Linked DNA regions of Oryzias latipes: region 1 is linked to region 2. Evidence: chromatin contacts called from public Hi-C data. All regions are on one chromosome and are shown on one strand. The core of a region is the stretch at or near the end of the contact, and the rest is flanking DNA. Distances in the headings are between cores, read along the strand shown. Region 1 holds the start of LOC101163412 (protein-L-isoaspartate O-methyltransferase domain-containing protein 2). Region 2 holds the start of tbc1d22b (TBC1 domain family member 22B).

What was found. Hi-C and Micro-C count contacts between places; a contact is called where the count stands out from the background.
Region 1: a Hi-C map of embryo shows a contact between it and region 2, with 2.3 times the contacts expected there. The contact joins the promoter of LOC101163412 here to the promoter of tbc1d22b in region 2. A contact is called at or near these places in 3 of 5 Hi-C or Micro-C datasets (embryo, fibroblasts and gastrula embryo).

The regions. Positions count from the first base shown.
Region 1 is chr7:5,026,940-5,029,639 of ASM223467v1, forward strand. It overlaps LOC101163412 (protein-L-isoaspartate O-methyltransferase domain-containing protein 2), which reads left to right and starts at 1,272. Exons shown (of 7, transcript XM_004070587.4): 1 at 1,272-1,419.
Region 2 is chr7:4,892,120-4,894,819 of ASM223467v1, forward strand. tbc1d22b (TBC1 domain family member 22B) reads right to left here and starts at 1,332. Exons shown (of 14, transcript XM_011476795.3): 1 at 1,070-1,332. The coding sequence starts at 1,125.

The DNA.
Region 1 (2,700 bases), core at 22-2,521, 130 kb after region 2:
TTTTTTCATTTTGCACAGATTGGGTCTAAACAGCAGAAGTTCTTTATTTTCTCAGTAACTTCTGTGTCTACACAGCAGAAGTTACTTTATTTTCCCACTACACTCGCATGCAGCTTCTATGCAGAGCCACACTGGCATCTGGTGGACGTTTGAATAAACCTTTAGATTCTGCCATTTCACTAAAAGATATTTATATAAGCCAAGATTTGCAGTCTCCTATAACTAATCAAAGTTTTCCAGATGATTATGGTAAACAGTTTTTCTTTTTTGTATCTCTGTTGTTTGTATTTTCTTCATTTGGTACATTTGTCATACAGTGGGACAAACACAAAAAGCTGATCACTATTTAAGTATAAATCTATGTTTAAAAAACAAAAAGATACTTTAATAATTCACAAAGCAATTTTTCTACTTGTTTTAGGATGGGAAACTGCCTTTGGGTTTTAATATACTATACTTTTTTAGACTCAAGGTCCAAATGTCAACACTGTACAAAAAAGAAGAAATAAAAGAAAATATAATCTCCTCATTTACTATTTGAAAATTATATTACCATATCTGGCTTTTGTTTAACACACGTAAATAAAACAAAAAGAAACAAATATTTTAATTGTGAATTATGAATTGAATAAACGAAATCAAATAACTCAGTATTTTGACTCATAACTTCATAACACCTGATTGTTTTCAGCTTTGACGAATGTTTTGGTTTTCTTCCAACATTATATCGTGTTGTTATCCCTCCAAGATGTGTGCAAAACATTTTTCCATGTAAGTGACTTTTGGAGGCTGTAAAAGAATAAAATAATTCATGTTTTTACTTACCTTTATTTTGAGGTTAAAGGTCTACATTGAAGGACTAACGGTCAGAATCTTCTTATTTCTGCTATAGCTGAACATTTCTTAAACAGTTCTGAAAGTTCAATAGCAGTTCTTAAAGTTAATTAAAGTTAAACTTTATGTGATACTTTGACCCATTTTGCAGTTTTCTTTTGATTCTTTGGACATATAAAACTTTTCTCTCTGATGAATCAAATAAAAGAAGAAAAACATTTTTTTCTCAGTTTTAAACTCCACAGAGCAGTTTAAATAAAAGCTTGATTAGCTAAACCGTGTGAACAGCGCGGATTTAAAAAAAAGTCCTAATCGGCTCTAAAATGTTTATTTTGTGACATTTATTCTCATTTCGCGGTGGTTTCTAACCTCTTTTTGGCTTTGGTCCGCCCCCTAAACAGAAAGAAGGCCAACCCGCGCGTGACCGGCGGCGGGGTTGTGCGTGCCGTGCGTCTGACGTCATCGCGTCAGATGGCCGAATGTTTACATCCAGCTGTGCTGTGTAGTCTGGATCCTCCAAACAACAAAGAGCAGGACGCGCGTGGAGCTGCGCAGACGGACGGCAGCCCTCGGCTCAGACAGCAGGTACCCCGGCAGCTGTCTCAAGCCGAGCACGGAGGCGCCAGAGGCGGCCTGCGGGGCGAACACCCGCCGCTGCGCTCCGGCCGCCTCCATGGTCGTGCCTGGAGTCCTTCATCGACTGCCTCCGCCTGGCAGCTGCTTGACTCAAACCGCATCTACGGGGTTTATTTTTTTATTACAATCGGAGAGTGCGTGAGAAACACCGTGCGCGTTTAGCGCAACAGCGTCAGGTGGTTGTTGTGCACCGAAGCCCGGATCGGCCTCGCTAGCTGCAGCCTGTGGATTTAAAGCCGCTCTGCTTCATGCTGCCTATCGACGGAAGTGTGCTGCAGCGCCCCCGTGTGGCCACAGTGATAGTTCATTCATTCATGTGGCTACAGGCTGATCCTCCTCTCATGTCTGTCCACATTGAAGCCTCATCTGCTTCTGCAGTTTGATTTCAAATTAATAACAGACGACTTTCTCTTTTTAATTTATATATTTTTATAGAATTTACCTTATTTCTAAAGGCTTGTGTTCAATAAAATTGCATCTTGAGCCATCATGTTTTGGTGAGTGGGGAGAGACCAACAATAGTTTCTTTGTAAGTATCTTGTGAAAAATCTCACATTGAGCTAAAAAAAAAAGTCGTAAAGAAAAATTGGAATAGTCTGAATTTTTTTTTATATTAACCTGTTGGTCAGACAAAAAAACTAGGTGAAAGACTAGACTAGATGAAAACAAAAAGAAGCTTTTTGAGCACAAGAGCGACTTAAACTGCATGAAAAAGTCTAAAAATCAGTTTTTTTATCTGACCTTTTCAGCGTCAAAATCTTAAAAGAAAAAAAAAACAGCAATTTTTCGAGCTAAACAGAAACATCAAAGTGAAAATGATTAATTACAAAAAACCTTTAGGTTCCTCGTTTGAGATAATTGTTGGTGAAACCAAAGCAGACTTCCTTCAGGCTGCAGACTTCAGGGCTTCATTCTATCTGGTTTAGCAAGAGTTTTGCTTCTGTGGGTCTTTTCTGTGTTTTTTCATTGACTGTAAAGGAGATCTGGACTGAGTGACCCCTCCCCCCTGGCGTTTCAAACAGGAAGTACTCGCTGGCTCCAAGAAGCTAAAATCCCATAGACGCATATAGAGAAATAAACAGCTGTTACTCAGTCATTCTATTGGTCAGAATAATCATTCTCGCTCTGATACTTTTTTTATTAACATGTCTGTGCTGATGCTCGTTTTTTTAAATTAATTTTTTGTAGTGCAAGTGATTCAAGTTATGAATTGACCAATTGATGCCTGAA
Region 2 (2,700 bases), core at 82-2,581:
TACTTATAATCTCATCTATGTTAATGTTTTTGTTAGTTGTGTCAGGGTAGTGTGTGTGTGTTTTCTATTTTTTTTTAATGCTTTGTTTGCCTTTAGTTTTTAATTTTGGCAGAGTCTTTTATTTTGTAAAGTACTTTGTGTCACTCTGAAATCTGTTTTGTCAATAAAGTTTGATTTGATTCGGTTAGCCGGCAAAAATCCGTTTTGTGGCTCAGCCACAAGACAATTTCTATTTTACATCTTTTTAACTCACCCTATAATCAAACCCTTAACAACTTAACAAAAGCCTATATTTTTTAGGACTTTAACCCAAAATTTCAGGTTTAAATTAGTTTATTTTACTGTAATTGCCATGTTAATTGAATGGGCGGACGCTAGCACGAAATGCACTTTTATTTACACCTTTTTCAATAGTCAAAATGTATTACTAATGTTGTCAAACTAATCAGACTGATGAACTTTTTACATGTACCAACAACGACGCCGGGTGAGTAATGACTTTAAATTAAGTTTTTCTGTAAACCTCTTTGGCCTCCATCTCTGGACAAAGATGGCGTTCATTACCAGTTCAATCTCTTTAAATATTATTGAAGCAGATAACTTAAAAAAACATTTTATTTTGCTCTACGGTGACGTGATAAGTGGTCAGAGAAGAGACAGTTACTAACTAGGCGGGATGGCACAGAAAAGCCCAGGGAGCATCCTGAGTGAGGAAAATGTAAACATGGAGCACTTTCCCGGCTGTCTGTCAGCCGCGCTCAGTGCAGTCTGGGAAAGCATATGGCGGGTGTGACCGTTGACACCCCCTCCACGAACGGCAGAAACCGCAGAGAGCAGAGATGGAGGGGCTCACATCTCAAAACCCATTCAATCATGGGGGGAAAAATAAAATAAAAACGTCCGAAGGAAAATGTGTAGAATGCGTTTATGAGATTTGTTCCTTTGACAGATCACAGGTTTTAGGTGTTTAATGGCTCATCGAGAGACTTAAACTTTAACAGCATCGGCAGGAAACTCGCTACGCAAACACAGTTTTATTTCAAACTGATATAAAGGTGAGGAAACCAACCTTCCGGGAACCTTTGGGTTTCTCCTCCAGAAATTGATCCTGTTGTCGGTGGCCATACTCGCACCCCCTCCCCTTTGCCTTCAGACCGGCTCCGGGCGCGACGGAACCATGGTTGTTCCGCCTCCGTGTCTCCCAGAAAAAGAAGGACCGCGGGCCCCGTTTAGCTCGCTTCGGAGAGCCGAACGGTCGATGGGCAGAAACGAAAAAGCTGCCGAGGCTACGATGAGGGAAACTGCGTCCTGTACGGCGCCATCTTGGAGAGTAACGTTCGGAGCGCGTGATTGGCGGAAGGAACGAACAGGTGCAGGGAAGGCGACCAATCAGAATGGCCGGCGGGGAAGCGACGGCCAGGGATGCTTGCTGACGAGGGGAACGGCCGAAACTTGATGCTGGTAAAGAAAAGTTTATGTTTTTCTGTTGATTTAAACAAAGATGGCGGTGTTTTGCAACATTTAGTGCTTTTGCTCTGTGAGGGGAGACCTGGAGGGAGTTACTGACTACACAGAGTTAAAGGCCGTGCTTACTTCAGGCTGGTGGGAAATTAGTAAAGTTGTCAAAAGGTTGTTAAATGTAGATATTTGATTTACAGCTGTCCTAAACATAGTTAGAAAAATGAAAGGGTTTAGTGGTGACTAGATGAAAGAAAAATATACAGGACAAGCATCTTACCTTCCTATACTTCCATTGTTTTTTAAATGACTGACTAAAATACCAAAATCCAGGCAGGTCTTGGTTCGTCTCTCTCATTAATTTTGAACGCGGTTCCTAAAAAAGGATTAATTATAAACATCCCAACAAACCAGAGATTTTCCAGGCTGACTTAACATTCCTAGAAGTTTCTTTGTTTCACTTCTTTGTTTAGGAAGCAGTACATTCAATTATTGTTTGTTTGTAATCAAAAATCTAATAGAATCATCACAGATCTGACTTTTTAAACTTAAAAAGCCTAATCTTAGATAATCTAGTATTTGCAGATTAAATGCGCTCTTATCTTTTGCATTATGCCGGGCAATTGTACAGTCAGTTCTGGTGCGTATTTTGTGAAAGGAAATCAAATCAGTTTTCCGGAATACTGTCTGCTTTTCACACGTAAAAGTAATCAATAATGATGAAAAAGTACCAAATTCACTGATAATTCATTTAAAATTTACATTGTAAAGTAAATGTGATAATAGAAACAAGCTTGTTCATTTTATTTCACTTGAATTCAAACATTTCACAAGCTAGATGAAGTCTAAAAAAGTTAAATGCAACTTATAGGAAACATTATATGAGGCAGATAGAGCTGTCTTTCTTAGCATATATAAGAAAAACTGGCTCAGCTAACTTTTGGAGCAGCGTAATACTAATGAGTCATTCAAGCGTCAGTTTCAGGGGACTCTGACATAACAGACCCACATTAGAGCGGATTATCTGCCTGGTTTTGTCTCCACCCAACCTACTACTGTTGGATCCTGTGTAACGTCATCACAAACACCGTTGTAGCTTAGAAACAGGCAGCTGTCACTCATTTCAAAAGAGGAGCAGCATGACTCATTCATAACATGAACACAAGAGTCGCAATCCATGAGACACACATAGAGACTGCTCTGAAATGTAAACGGCTTGAGTCGCATTGTTGCTCCTATAGG